Linked DNA regions of Sus scrofa: all the other regions are linked to region 1. A link is a contact called in public Hi-C and promoter capture Hi-C data. All regions are on one chromosome and are shown on one strand. The core of a region is the stretch at or near the end of the contact, and the rest is flanking DNA. Distances in the headings are between cores, read along the strand shown.

What was found. Promoter capture Hi-C pulls out the DNA fragments that hold promoters and counts their contacts. Hi-C and Micro-C count contacts between places; a contact is called where the count stands out from the background.
Region 2: a Hi-C map of brain shows a contact between it and region 1, with 7 times the contacts expected there. The contact joins the promoter of FHIT here to the promoter of PTPRG in region 1. A contact is called at or near these places in 1 of 5 promoter capture datasets (liver), 3 of 47 Hi-C or Micro-C datasets (brain, fetal heart ventricle and heart right ventricle) and 1 of 2 datasets of contacts at active chromatin or transcription factors (skeletal muscle).
Region 3: a contact with region 1 is called in a promoter capture Hi-C map of liver, with 5 times the contacts expected there. The contact joins the enhancer-like site here to the promoter of PTPRG in region 1. A contact is called at or near these places in 1 of 5 promoter capture datasets (liver), 6 of 47 Hi-C or Micro-C datasets (embryonic fibroblasts, liver, psoas muscle and 1 more) and 1 of 2 datasets of contacts at active chromatin or transcription factors (skeletal muscle).
Region 4: a Hi-C map of liver shows a contact between it and region 1, with 6 times the contacts expected there. The contact joins the enhancer-like site here to the promoter of PTPRG in region 1. A contact is called at or near these places in 1 of 5 promoter capture datasets (liver), 6 of 47 Hi-C or Micro-C datasets (embryonic fibroblasts, liver, psoas muscle and 1 more) and 1 of 2 datasets of contacts at active chromatin or transcription factors (skeletal muscle).

What each region holds. Positions count from the first base shown.
Region 1 is chr13:43,130,608-43,134,368 of Sscrofa11.1, forward strand. It overlaps PTPRG (receptor-type tyrosine-protein phosphatase gamma), which reads left to right and starts at 2,179. Exons shown (of 31, transcript XM_021070772.1): 1 at 2,179-3,028. The coding sequence starts at 3,011.
Region 2 is chr13:42,882,606-42,886,366 of Sscrofa11.1, forward strand. FHIT (bis(5'-adenosyl)-triphosphatase) reads right to left here and starts at 2,194. Exons shown (of 10, transcript XM_021070759.1): 1 at 2,026-2,194.
Region 3 is chr13:43,327,696-43,331,456 of Sscrofa11.1, forward strand. All of the region lies in intron 3 of PTPRG (receptor-type tyrosine-protein phosphatase gamma), which reads left to right. Among named protein-coding and RNA genes, the nearest start is that of PTPRG, 200 kb to the left of the region's middle. Within about 2 kb of position 1,721, at least 2 of the 83 cell types and tissues checked have an H3K27ac peak or open chromatin away from gene starts, as enhancers often do. A contact at or near this core is called in liver, where this site is marked.
Region 4 is chr13:43,259,011-43,262,771 of Sscrofa11.1, forward strand. All of the region lies in intron 2 of PTPRG (receptor-type tyrosine-protein phosphatase gamma), which reads left to right. Among named protein-coding and RNA genes, the nearest start is that of PTPRG, 130 kb to the left of the region's middle. Within about 2 kb of position 2,156, at least 15 of the 83 cell types and tissues checked have an H3K27ac peak or open chromatin away from gene starts, as enhancers often do. A contact at or near this core is called in liver, where this site is marked.

The DNA.
Region 1 (3,761 bases), core at 929-3,428:
AGGGCAGTGGCAATTCATTCTCCAAACCAATGTGCGATTTCCCCCATTCCTAAACCATTTCTTCCCATCCCACATTTCAGTATCTTCTCAAGACATTATTTCTCTGCTTTTTCACATCTCTGGAGGCAGACAGACCTGAGAACCTCATCTGTGCTACTCACTAGCTGGGAATCCATTATTCCCAGCTCTGAGCATGTTTCTGGATCTATAAATGAGGAAAATAATTCTGAACAATGGCAGCTGTTGTAAGGACTCTGTGAGAGAGTGTATCCTGCACTTTGGAAGGTAAGCTCCACACAGGGCAGGGGCCTGTCCTTTTGGTTCATGGCTGTATCCCCAGTTGTCTCCTCCCCTCAATAAGTGCTCAGTATATTTGTGGAATGAACAGTTTAGAGAAATAATTTAGCACAATGCCTAGTACATGGTAAGCATTCCAAATGACAGTTTTTATTACATTCATTTTGCGAAGGAGGAACTCATTTGGGGATGGTTATCCAGGTGTTATGTTCTGATTCAAATTCCTCGGGATTTCCTCATTTTATCACTCAATTTTTAATGAGGTAGCCAGACACATAGGGGTTATATGAACCTCTCAAAAGTTTCCACTGACCTATGGACATCCCTTAAATACAACACTTCCAAGAAAACTGACCCTCTCAAGCATTTATGGGGGAATCAAGATTCCAACAAAACCAGGAAGGACCAAACTCCAAAACAAACAAACTCAACTCATTCCCCACCCTGGGGCAGGGTGTTCACTCCGTTCTGCTAAAGATGGGAGGGGGAGGGCTCCCCAGGAACTTCCTGGCTTTTATTAGTCCCTAATCCCAAATTTAACTTTTCAAAGGTTTTTCTTTTGGAAGTGTGGGTGTAAAACTACTTCCCTAATCACATCTTGTGGGAGGATTTCGAACATGTGTATATTATTTGAAAACCTAGCATCCGGTTGGGATGTTTGGGTGGGTGGAGGACCCTGCGTGGTGGGATGAAACAGCAGGGGCATGATAAAAACAAGTCAAGATGGCTTTTAAACTGAGGCAGAAAAATTAGGCAAAAATTACAAATGGCTAATTACTTTGGCTGAATTACCCATTTAATCAAAAGCCCACCTCCCCCACTTTTAGCACCGCCATAAGAGGGGAAAATAGGGCGCTTAGAAGTCTTAGCGATAAAGATCTCTCTCACCGAGAGCCAAGGGACAAAACTCTAACAGATAAGCCCAGTCCTCCCATTTCCCTCACACGCCTCTCCGCGATTGCTAAAGAGGTTGCGGCTCCCCGAGTAGCTGCCAGGAAATCGGTCCTGCCCAGGGGCGCAGCTTTCACCCAGTCAGGGGTAAGAGGCGCACTTCCTGCACCCTCTCCACCACCAGGCCGGAGTAAGGGAACCTTCCCTCCTCCTGTGAAGCCGCGAGTTGGGAAAACTCTGCCACCGAACCATCGTGGCGCCGGGAAAAGGGGTGTGGGACTCGGAAGGACAGGATTTCAAAAGCCTAGGATCGATATGCCTCCCCACCCCCACCTCTCCCCAGTCGGGAACATGGCCAATGGAAGGCGGAAAAGAAAAGGAAAAGAGAGAGAGAGAAATGAAGAAAAAAATTAAATCTCAAAGCTCAGTCCGAGTGCAAAGGCCATTCGGCTTTGTTTCCAAAGCGGGGGAATTCGCCAGGCTGGGGGGCGCAAGCAAGGAGTGAGCAGGGCGCGCCCCGCCGCGGCGCTACCAAGGCGCGGAAACCCAACACGAAACCCCATCACGCTATGAAGGCAGCCGTCGGCCCCCCTCCTCTCTTCAAACCCGAGCCTGGGCCCCTACAAGTCTCCCGTCCGCGAAAAACGCTGACGGGGTCCAGGGGACAGCTGCCAAAGCCGCTCAAACTGCGGCGTCTTTAAGAGCTAGCTGAACGGGAATCTGGCAAAGACTCGCTGACCCCTAGAAGCAGCTGCCCTTCTCCCGCTTTCCGAGACCCAGCCAGAGCAGCCCTCGGCACCCAAACTGCCCCCGCCGAGTCCACAGCACTCCGGCCTGGCGAGGGGAGAGAAGTGGGCTGTGGGACCCCACAGAGGCGGGAGCCGAGCGTGGCTGCTTTAAGAGCGCGGTGCGCGCGCGCCCGCTGCCGGCAGCCCCGCTGCGCGTCCCCGCAGTCTCCGCGCGTCCTTGATCGCGCGCCGCCGCCACCGCCGCCGCGCGCCCCCTGCTCGCTCGCCGGCTTTAAAGTCTCTGCCAGGATCCATGCTCACATGTTACTTCCTGTATGGAGGCATGGCTAGTTTCCAGCCCCGCGCTCCCCGATCCTCCCCAGCTCGCGCCGGAGCCACAACTTTCAGGAGCATGGACTGAAGGCGCCCTCGCCCCAGCGCCCCTCTGAGATCCTTTGTGTTTTCCTTGGTTTCCTCTAGCCGTTTCTATTTTGGGGGGGCTCTTCGCTCCTCCTGCCACTACCCTCCCCTTCCCTGCTCGCAAACATGCCTCCTTCCTTCCCGGGGCCCTGGAAGGAGCTGCCTGCCTGAAGCCCGGAGACGCTGTGCCGCGCTCAGCCCCGCCGCCGCCCGCCGGCTTTAGGGCTGCGCTGCCGATTCAAGTTGGGGATCCTCGGCTGCTAGCCGCCGCCGCCGCCTTCAGTCCCTGCCTGCCCCGGGCCCCGGGCATCGCCGCCGCGCGCCGACTCCTCGCCCTGCTCGCTCCTATTTGAACAGAAAACAGCCCTTCTCCGCCGAGGATCGTCCCCAGCGTGGCTCCACGTTCCCGGTCACTTTTTGAGATTTTTCCGGGGGGCGCTCAGCGGTTTCCCGGATTCCAGGGGGACTTGGGCCGCCGAGAGCGGGGGGCCCGTTGAGCGGGCGAGCAGGGGAAGAGCCCAGGCTTGGAGGCTCACACGGAGGCAAGAACTTATTCAACAAGTTTACCACCCCCCTGCCTTCCTCTTTTCGATGTGCGTTTTCGGACATGCGGAGGTTACTGGAACCGTGTTGGTGGATTTTGTTCCTGAAAATCACCAGTTCCGTGCTCCATTATGTCGTGTGCTTCCCCGGTGAGTGCCGGCCGCCGAGGGACGCGGCCCTGGCCGGCGCGCGCGGGGGATATGGAGTTATTCCCGGGGCACGGAGCTCAGGCACCCGTCCCCGGGACCCCGGAGAGAGTGGAGGGGGGTCGGGCGCCCATGAAGGGGAGAGGGATACGCTCCGCTGGCTCTGGCAGCATTTAGGGAGGCTGGCGGTTGGGGAGGATGGAAGTAGGGGCTGGCCGGGAAGGGGGCCGGGGGCCGCAGAAGTCTGTGTTTCTCTCGGGTTTGGGGGGCCTAAGGGGGCCGGAGTCGGGAGAAAAGAAGACTCATTCTGCTGATTCGCCGCTGTTCGGGGGAGCTAGAGCTCTGGGGTTTTTGAGACCGGGGCAATGGGGAGGATGCCTTTGTGGGTTTGGGGGGCGCAGGGTGCGCCCCTTGCTCAGACGGGGTTTGAAGGAGCTTATGGGGGGGCGTGATTTGCTGCTCCCCGACCCTTTGGGGAGGCTGGTGCCCAGACGGTGGAAGCTGAAGGCTGGCCGTGAAGAATCGGGGATGTTGGGAACAGCCTGCGTTCCGGTCCCAGGGGTCAGGGGCGACCCTGGCTCGGGGGCTGGGGCTCGGGTTGCGCTTTGGTTCCGGCAAAGGGGCTTTCTTGGGCCCGGGCCCCTGGCCGTTGTGGGAGGGCAGGGAGCAGACGGTTTAGGGAGATCCGTGGCTCCCTTAGCCCGGGCCCGAGGCTCCTCTATCCCGCAACTCTGGT
Region 2 (3,761 bases), core at 944-3,443, 250 kb before region 1:
ATATAGCTAACATTTGTGGAACCTTTACTATATGCCAGGAACTGTTCCAAGATCTTTGCCTTAGATTTAAATGATCTCAAAGGTTTTTGCAGCGCTAACATTTAGTGTCTAACTACAGAGGCAACATGGTATAATGGAAAAATTCCAAATTCCGCATTCAGAAAGGGTGGGCTCCCTCTCACTCTGTAAGGTAGTCTTTTTCTAAAGAATGACTGTCAAGCAGACTGGGTTACAATCTCTCTCTAGCTAAGTTAATTTGGACAAGCTGCTTACTTTTTTTGGCCAGGCCCACATCATGGGGAAGTTTCAGGGGCAGGGATGGAACCTGTGCCAGAGCCACAGCAGTGACAAGGGGTTATTCTTAATCCCAGCACCACAAACACATTGCTTAACTTTCCTAGCTTTCTATTATGGAAAATGCATATGAAAATGGCTATTTCCCTCATATAGCTCTTTAAAGGATTAAACTATAATAATTAAATATAACACCTATTTATTTATAAAGTATAGATTACAGTTTATTACTATGTGTATGACCATATGTTGTCTTCTCAAGTTTTTTCCCCTACAAATGGGAGATGCAGTATTTTATTAAAAGAGATAGTGTAAGCAGGATCTGTCAACTGTCCAGTGGCAGCAGTGTTGAACACATGCATAATCCCTAACATACTTAAAAACATATGCAATAATCCTCTACATAGTACTTGGAAGAGAGTATACAATAAACGACAACAATAACCAAAATATACTTTTACTAAACACCTCTCTTTAGGTGGACGCAGGCAGCCAAGAACGCAGGGCCACATGGAAGTTGTAGTTCCAAGCCTAGGGTGTGCTCCACAGAACGACTGGAAGTGAGACTTCACCTCCCAGGAGACACCTCGCCAAGCAAAGTGGCACGCTGGGAGATGGAGTTCTACCCTCCGGAAACAAGAGGCCTGGACTCCAAGACCCAGCAGCCTCCACTGCCTCCGCCGCCGGTGGTAAAATGGAGCCAGGAAGTGGCCAGTTCAGGTAGACCAGTTCACAGGTACGAGTCCAGGCCATTCTCGGTAGTCCCGGTCCCAGCACAGGTCACAGCCTTTCTGAAACGACTACTGGCCGTATTTAGTGCTGAAGCCCAACGCATTTCTGAGAGACTCATAATAATAAAGCAGTAAATTTGCAAGTGACAAACTTTCACAAGCAAGATTGCATTTAGATTTCAGCTCCTGGCGGCAACCTTGTGCACTCGGGCAGGGAGCGTTAACCATTTTTTTTTTTTTTTTTCCTAGATAAGCACTGTGAGTGTCTGGTCATACAGCAGAGGCAGAATTTTATCCTAGAGAGAAAGCCGCAGATAAGCTCCAGTTCCACTAACTGGCCTTTTTGCCCCCACATGAACATACCTTAAAAAAAATTAAAAAAAAAAAAAAAAAAAAACACGTTTTCATAAAAACATCAGTAAGCCATAAAATAGACGTAAGAAAGTCCAAAAGAATGCTTATTTCTCTTACCATAATTTGTGTCTTTTTAAATAACAAATTAAAATTCTCTTCCAAAATACTGCCTTCTCTGTGCTCAGCTTGAGTCCTCTCCTGGACACGTGTTCAAACCCTCCCCATTTCCCATGGGGACCCAGAGCTGCGTGTTTAACGCATATCTCTATCTGTTGGGGCAGAGTTCTGGTACTTGACAATGAAAGTGAAAACCATTTAAAATGGTCAGTGCCAACTACACCATCAGCTGGGAGCCGGGACGTCCCAAGAACCAATGGTGTGGCCCCATGCCTCAGTTTACCTACTTATAACATGCAGCGGAGGAGGGGCGATTAGGGTTAGGGCCAGTGCTCAGGAACAGGCGGTGAAAAGGTTTGGCTGAGGTGGGCGGGTCCTCGAGACAGAACCCCACCACTTCCCAACAAGCTGCGTGTACCCAGTCAGTTCCCGCCCCAGTGGGCCGCGGGAGTAATGACCCGTCGCGCTTGGAAACACAAACCCACGCCACAGAAACGTTGTTCGACTTCGGCTTGCCCCCCGCCCCTACCTTCCGAGATGTTTGCGGCTGGGAAGTGAAAGGTGGAGGGAGGGAGCGCGGGGCAGGAACAGCTCCTGGGCGTGTGCCCACGGGGGTGGCTGCCTGAGGGGCTCGGGAGCAGAGGGCAAAAAGTCCTGACGCGGGACAGAGCGCAACAAGGACTACAATTCCCAGGCAGCCCCGCGGCAGGGACGGGATTCAAGATGGCCACTCCTAGCGAGACAGGTAGGAGGGCCAATGGCGCAGAGCGCGCGCCTACACCGGGCCAATCAGAAGCCAGAGTGGCAAAATCTCTGTTTAGGGATGGAAAACACTGACTCAGGAGAGAGGCTGAGGAGAGAATTCCTTCGGAAAGGGATTTCGTCATAATTCACACAATCTGTTTTTTATCACATGTAAAAAGTAACATGATTGCTGCATTTTTGCTTCCTTCTTTCCTCCCAGCTTATTCCTCCTCACTATTCCTGTCTGGGTTTCCTTTGACTACCTCTCCTCACTCTGGATGGTTCTTGATTCCTAAAGCCTTTCATATGTTTCTCTCTGAAAGCTCATCCAGCTCATGACTACATTGGGCCTTCCCTGGCATCCTACCTAAAATGGTACCACAAGCTCCCCCGTCCCTTCCCTTCTCCCTTTTTTTGTGCTATTTTTCTCTTTCACACCTGTGCCCTAGAATAAAAGATCTATGGCAGATATGGGGATTTTTTCTGGTCACTGCAATATTTCTAGCGCCTGGAAGTATAAATAATATATATAATATGTATAATATACATTTATATATGTATATATTACTCTATGTGTGTATATATAGATATATTGATATATATATAGATATATAGAGATATATATTTTTTTAAAGGCCACACCGGCAGCATATGCAAGTTCTCCCGCCAAGGATGGAATCCAAGCAAAGCAGGATACTTTAACCCACACTGCTGGGTGGGAATCCAACCCGCACCTCCACAGAGATCTGAGCCACTGCAGTTGGACTCTTAACCCACTGTGCCAGTGGCAGGAACTCCAAAAACTTATATTATATATAAGTTTTATATATAATATATATATATACACACACACACACACCCATACCATATATTTTTATATATACTGTATGTATATGTGTGTGTGTGTGTGTATTGGGCACTCCATAAGTATATTTTGAGTAATCGAATCAATTATTCTGTTTCCCCCTTTCTTTGATGCAAATCAATTAAACCCATCTCTGGCCCTTGCACCTGCTCCCTTTTTAAATTCAAAATTATTCTCTCAATATATTCTGTGCCCAGTGCCATGTAGGTGCTAGATAAATCATTGAATCATTCTCAGTTTCCAATTTTAAGATGCTCCTGATCTAGCGGAGGATGAGAAGCAAACTTAATTTTGCAATAAATGCAACTGAATATTGCATAACAGTTAAATAATTTTTGAAAGACATACAACTCATAAATAGCTTCAGACTCTTGTTACTGCACAGTGCTGCTTCTCTCCACCACCCCAGCCTTTTCTTTTTGCCACACCCACCACATGTGGAAGTTCTTAGGCCAAGGATTGAATCCCGGTGGAGCTGTGACCCAAGCCGCTGTGCTGACAACACCAGGTCCTTAACCCACTGTGCCACAAGAGAACTCCACAATGCTGCTTCTTATAGCAACCTCCCTTCTTCAAGATTACCTCTTTCTCTTTTATTTCCTTTCCTCCCAATCCCAGTGCCAAGAAAAAAGATTTATTTATTTACTTGTCTTTTA
Region 3 (3,761 bases), core at 471-2,970, 200 kb after region 1:
CACCTGTCTGTCGTGACCTGCCCTCCTAGTCACTGAAGCTAAGTTTGGAAGTGGGGCAACCCAACACTTCCATCCATCCATCTTTTAAGTGAAAAGCAGATGTTAGTTTAAGATCTTCCACGTGTACAGGCCTCTCGAGATCAAGAATGCCCCATGTAGCCCTCCTTTCCTTTTGCTTGTCTCAGGGAATTATAGCTCCTCAGCATGATTTCTGCCAAAGTTTTGCATCTTTAGCTAAATAAATCAGGGACTGAAAGTGAGCGTTTTGTGTGTGTGTGTGTGTGTGTGTGTGTGTGTGTGTGTGCGCGTGTGCGTGTCTTCTTCTCACCAGTCTGCAATTCATTGAATCATTCACTGAAAGAGTATTTATCGAACCCTGGCCATAGTTCTAGGTAGCAGGGCTGTAATAGAGAACAAAACAAACAAAATTTTTTACCTGGTGAAGACTGACACTGAAGCATGCACAGAATAATAAGTAATCTCATGAAATAATACTATAAAAACTAAAGTAAGGTAAGGTCATCAAGAGACATGAAAAGAAGAAAGGTGCTATTTCAGAAGGGGAAGCCAGAAAAGGCCTTCTAATGAGGTGCTATTTGGGAAAAGAATTTGCGTATAATGAGAGACTGAGCCATGTGGATATCTGGGGCAGGTATTCTGGGGCAGAAAAAAAGTGAAGCGATAATGGAACTAGGAAAGATTAAATAATATTCCTAAAATCACTCTAACTTTAGTTGGGACTTATTCTAGAACCTTGAGTAGCCCAGGATGCTGTTCAGTGTCTTAGCATGCATAGCATGGCCCCCACAAGAAGGAATTATCTGGCCCCTGATGTCAGTAGTGTCCAGGTTGAGAAACCCTGTGCTACAGGCTCTCCTGAGTTCCTTGCTTTTGTGCAGTCTGTCGCCATGATGCTGTGAGAGCTCCACCTTTCTAGCCAGTTACAAAATCATTTCCTAAATGGAGCAAATATTCTCTGGCAAGAATGCAGCAGGCTGTGTCATGCGGGTTGGCTGAGGTGTTGCAGTGAGTGGCATGGCATTCACTCCTCTCTGGAGACCAGAGAGGAGAAATGGAAAGCTTGGCAAGTTGACCATTCCAGGAGTTTTTGCATGAACTCATAAAAGCATATATCACAACTCTGGTCATGGGGAAAAGCCCCTCCTCTCATATTGTGTGAAGGCAATTAATGATAGGCAGCAGTAAAGAGGTGATGAGATTGCTTTTATTGTTATTGTTTTATTTTTGAGGTCCCTGGTGACTACTCCTTGTGTCAATCCTTTGATCTAAGAAGCTGTTATGAAATAATATGTCTTCGTATTGCTAGCCGTGAAGGACCCTTCAGAGGAGCTGATCAAGATGCTGCAGCACCATGAGAAAATTTACAGTTACCTGGTGTGAACCTTGACAAGTCACTTCAAAGCTGGGCAGGGCATAGCACGCTTTCATAAGTGATCACTTTTACAAAAGGGAGTGGAAAGGAAAATAGAGCTATGCGTGGTGACTGTCAGGTCATCATGATCTAGCTTTTTGTCAAGTGTCAGCACCTTAATGTTTGATATGAGTAATGTTAATGTTGTAATAATGGTCACAGAGTGGATTCCTCACTTCCATGTATGGCCTAAAAGATTATACTCTGTTCGGGATGTAAATGGGTGTTTGTGTATCTTTACAGGTCAAGGTGTCCTTATCTTTCTACGGAGCAGGTGGTTGTTATCTACTTGCTCTGTCCTCTTGTTCATGTTTAGATAAAGACAGATTCGTGTGGTCACTGCCCCCAGGGAGCTCAAAGTCTCTTTTCCTCTTTCTCTTTTGAAAATGAAATCTCATTATCTGTGATAGGCAGTGACTTAGAAGGTTAAATATACCAAGATCGAATATATTTATCCTGATACTCCTGTAGTAGGCCTACGGAGATTTTGAAAAGGTGTGAGAGATCATTCATATGCCAGGTTGACCCAGAAATATTCTTTCTTTGAATTAGAATGATAACATCTTACCCAAGTATTCACATATTCATTTAAATTGTGTTCAAATCTGTGTTATTCCAGCTCCCTTGGTCCCTACAATTTGGAATTCAAATCCAGATGGCTATTTATGTTGAAGGTCATGTGAGAAGCACTTTTCTCCCCAAAGAAATGTTGGCATTATCGTAGTGTCTTTTTCGTATCCTGTCTTCTTTCTCACATCCAAGACTAGTTCCAAAGAATTTTGTTTGTCGTTACTGTTGATAAGAGACTTTGGTTTTGGAATATGTTTTCTCTTTTAAGTTTTTTTTCTCTTAAATTTTTGAGTCTAACATTCCTGATTGATAACTGTATCTTCCAGGTTTCCATACATATGTGAAAGGGGTAGATTTGGGATTTCAAATCTCTCTGGTGGAAATACCAATTGAATTATAAAAAGGAGATATGTTCCTATCACAAATGTATTATTTAACACCGTTATTATATTAAAATATTTTTTCCAATTAAAATGTTTGTTATAAAACAGCTATTCATTATTGAAGTATTACTTCAAATAGAATAGCCACACTCCATTTGTTAAGTATTTTTTTGTAGTAAGAAAGGGACACCATGCTCTTTTACTCTGTTTTCTTTTGGTTTGTTCAAATATATCATGATTTCACTGTTGTAAATAATTTTTCCTAACTTTCCTTACTCAGACAACCTCAAAATGCATAGATTCTCATTTCAGTAATTTTTCTAAAGGTTGTTCTGAGTGCTGCCCTTTGTAGAATATGTCTTACTGGATCTTAAGAGCATTTAAAGTTTTTTTTTTTTCAGGAATTTGCATCATGGCTCAGTGGTTAATGAACCTGATTAGCATCCATGAGGATGTAGATTCCATCCCTGGCCTTGCTCAGTGGGTTAAGCATTGTTGTGAGCTGTGGTGGAAGTGGCAGATGTGGCTCAGATCCATTGTTGCTGAGGTTGTGATGTAGGCCAGCAGCTACAGCTCTGATTCGACCCCTAGCCTGGGAACCTCCATATGCTGTGGGTGCTGCCCTAAAAAGACAAAAAAAAAAAAAAAAGTTTTTTGTTTTTTTTTTCATATGAATTGCTTGGCACTTAGATGTTTTAAGTGATTTTAATAAATTAGGTACGGCTGTAATATAAAAGGTAGAAAATATACACTTTTAGGCTTCAAAAGACTTCCACTTCAGTGGGTTGTAGAATGCTTAAAATATAAGTTCGGATGAATATTTGACAATTTGATTTTGAACTCTCCTTACAGAACAGAATAGATTTATGCAGTGGGAGGACAGAAAATATAATAATTAGAAATATATTAATTGATTTCAGGTTTTTATCTGTAAAATCATAGTCATAAATACGGTTATTAGAATCCATGTTTATGGTCTTGAATTTGATTGAGAGAGAGGGTTATTCATCAGAAAAGCCACCAGTCTCTCCATTTATCACAACGAATTGTGAATTTATATCTCTGTAACTCACAGGTGTGATGTATGTCCCTTTTTGAAGGGACATTTACTACAAGAATTAATTTTAGACTTTTAGATTACAGGAATTAATTTTAGACTTTTATGGCTTTTTTACCTATTAGTTACCTAAAGATTTAAATAATTTTACTGACTTCCTGGCATTAGCCTCTGGGACTAGAGTTTCTGTGAACAAAAAAAGAACATCAGATATGGAATTGTTTGAGTATCTCTGTGTTTACCTCTGAATGGAGTCTCATTGTAAGAAGTCCTTGTCAGGGGACTGAGTAAAAGTGACTGGTCAGAGCGTTTTCTTAAT
Region 4 (3,761 bases), core at 906-3,405, 130 kb after region 1:
GCATCTGTTCTGCAAAGAAGTTCCGTCTGTCCTTTTTTCAGATTCCACATATCAGTGAAAGCACTTGATGTTGGTGTCTCATTGTATGGCTGACTTCACTTAGCATGATAATTTCTAGGTCCATCCATGTTGCTAAAAATGCCAGTATTTCGTTCTTCTTAATGGCTGAGTAATATTCCATTGTGTATATGTACCACATCTTCTGGATCCACTCCTCTGTCGATGGACATTAAGGTTGTTTCCATGTTATGGCTATTGTAAATAGTGCTGCAGTGAACATCGGAGTACATGTGTGTTTGCGAGTCATGGTTTTCTCTGGATAGATGCCCAGGAGTGGGATTGCTGGATCAAACGGTAGTTCTATGTTTAGTTTTCTGAGGAATCTCCATACAGTTTTCCACAGTGGTTGCACCAATTGACAATCCCACCAACAGTGTACTAGTGTTCCTTTTTCTCCACACCCTCTCCAGCACTTCTTATTTGTAGACTTTTGGATGATGGCCATTCTGGCTGGTGTAAGGTGGTACCTCAGAGTGGTTTTGATTTGCATTTCTCTAATAATGCATTTCTCTAATAATAGTGATGTTGAACATCTTTTCATGTGTTTTTTGGCCATCTGTGTGTCTTCTTTGGAGAACTGTCTGTTTAGATCTTCTGCCCACTTTTTGATGGGGTTGTTTGTTTTTTTGGTATGGAGCTGCAGAAGGTGTTTATAAATTTTGGAGATTAATCCCTTATCAGTTGATTCATTTGCAAAGATTTTCTCCCATTTTGTGGATTGTCTTTTCGTGTTTTTTTGGTTTTTTTTTAATCGAAGTATAGTTGCTTTACCATATATTAGTTTCAAGTGTACATCACAGTTATTCATATATATATATATCAGATATATTCAGACATATATATTCAGATTCTTTTCCCTTATAGGTTATTACAAAATATTGAATAAATTTCCCTGTGCTATACAGTGGGACTTTGGGTCCCTTTTGGAAGTTACTGGTTGGTGTTTTTTTCTCCCAAATAGAGTGATTGCGATGAAAAGAAAATGAAATGGTTAACTTTCATATTTCTACAAAAGTATGAAAAAGAATGAGAAGTTAGGAAAGCGTGCATTATTTCTTAAGTAGGACTTTAGAGCTTCATTGGTCATAGAAATCTTTTCATTAACACATTACACAAATTCTTTAGAGGCCAATTTGCATTCACTTAGAGAAACATTTGTGGGGGTGGCATATAATATACAGAAATACCTGCTCCGTTTCTGAAAATCAATTTGTTAAATAGCCCTCAAACTATGACAGCTTTATGGTAGGATTATGACTTTTTTTGTTTCCATGTCTGCTAAAAGGCTAACAGAATAAGACAGTTTAATCACATGCCATTATGTTGAGAGGGGTGTGGGAAGCTCAGACGAGCTTCCAGAAGTGAAATTGGGTACCCAGATTTTGCAAACTGCTTCTGAGCAGAAGTCATTTAAGTACAGCTACTTGATAATTACGTGGTTTGGGATGTGGTCTGCTGAGCCCCTTCTTTTATGGGTGTCTGACCTTCCTGAGACGTGGTTGACACCACCTTCTCCACCTGAGGCCCATTTAGGTGGTTGTCAGGGAGAGTGCATTGCCAGGTGCAGATGTTGTCACCAGAGAGAGAGAGGGAGGGCTCCCCCAGAGTAATCTATGTTTCCAGCCAGATTTTTATTATTTACAGAAGATTAGGCAAAAACCAGGATTTAGACCTATATGGTCCTGGAAAATTGTTTTCTGACCTCAGGCCAAAAAAAAAAAAAACGAAAAAAAAAAAAAAGGGGGGGGGGCCGTGTGCTGACCATCCTGGGAAGCATGTCCCCAGGTGGCAGCCTAGACTGTATCCAGGCATTGGTCCTCCCAGCTGAGAATCTTTGAAGAATCAGAGCTAGATAAAGCATGAGTTCATCAGAGGCCCCTTTCCTGTGGCCACCTGGATCTTTCCAGCGACCCAGAGGCCACCAGCTGTGGAAGCGGTCTTGAGCTTTGCTGGTGATTAGCTGTACTGTAGGGAAGGCTCTTGGCATTTCCCTGGGTCCTGGAGCTCTTTGGTAGATTGGAGCCATCTGATCTGGCTCCTCACTGAGAGGGGTGTGGGCAACTCCAGTAAAAGAAAGGAGCCAGTGTCCCAGCCTCTCTCCCTGGTATTTTCCATACCAAAGGACTTAACACTCATGTTTGCAAAATTCAGTTCTGAGTGCCCTTGTCAGCTGCTACTTTAAATTCTGCGTCCTTTTCCTGTTTCTGGGTCATTGCCTAGTAAATGGTAAACATTGCCATATCCCAGCTTTCTTTCTTTTTTTTTTTTTCCCTAGGTTATTTTGTGTGAGGCTTGTCAGTAGCAGAATCCTAGGTGGCTTGACCTCGACTTTTGCCTGCTGAATTCCTGGACTGTTGTTCTACTTGGCTTCTTAGTGCATCAGGGAAAATAGCCTAACATGGTCTGGTGTAACCTTTCACTTTACAGAGAGGGCAGAGGTTGAGGAGTTTGGCAATGATTGGTTAAAGAGCCCGTGCTGGTGAATCAAACCTTTCTCAGCCCAGGCATCCTGACTCCTGTTTGAGGACTCTTTTTACCATAATAATCCATCACTCTGCATTTTATGTTCTAGGAGTGGAAATTATATTTGCCATTAGCCTAGGGAAAATGTTTTGCAATTCATATTTGGAGCTGCCGTAACAAAGATCCCTAATGCCAGCCAAAAGTGATTTGATGATTGGAATTACCTATTTGGGGAAATGATTCATGTAAATGTCCTCTGGCATCATCTATAATAAAGCGTTATAACTATGCATACATTCACACGTGTGTACACACACGCACACACATACAACACGATAGTTTGGTGACTGGATCTTAGAGAAACTCTGGAAGGATTTTCAACAAGACTACATGCATATTTATGATGGTCTGTTTAAAAGATAGACTCTCTGGCCTAGATGAAATTCACTTTGGAGGGGGCTTTGGGAAAATATCCCAATAAAATAGCTAATCAGTCTCTTCTAGGGAAACTGGAATTGAATGAGACACAGTGAGAGACTGATGTGACTGCCCAGCTGGGAAAACTGGACTTCTGTGATAGGATGCTCATGCCATTGTGTCCTTGGAAATTTAGGTGCCAAAGCTGAAGCTGCAAGGGCAAACGTGAATTACAGGCAGGGGCATTTCTGTGTGCGTGGGTGAAAGTAGCATCAGAAATTTTAGTCTTTCTGTTTATTTTTGGTGAATACTTTTCTTAAGAAATGGAGAACAGGGAGTTCCCGTCATGGCTCAGTGGTTAACGAATCCGACTAGGAACCATGAAGTTGCGGGTTCAATCCCTGGCCTTGCTCAGTGGGTTAAGGATCTGGCGTTGCCGTGAGCTGTGGTGTAGGTCGCAGACGTGGCTCAGATCCGCATTGCTGTGGCTGTGGTATAGGCCGGCAGCTACAGCTCCGATTCGACCCCTAGCCTGGGAACCTCCATATGCCGCGGGAGCGGCCCTAGAAAAGGCAAAAAAAAAAAAAAAAAGAAATGGAGAACAAATTAGTCCGATAATCACAGTGATGACAAAATAGAAGTCTGTGTCATGTAGAGTGTTATGCCGTCACTGAAATGAGTTGATCTGAGAAATTGAGGATTTAACCCAGCTTTTATTTATTTTATACCGGAAGAGTTTGGGCACTCTAAGTTGTGTTCTGAAAATTCTTTGGCTACTAAGTGTTAGTAGAGTTAGAAATGGTATTCCTCTCAGATGCTTT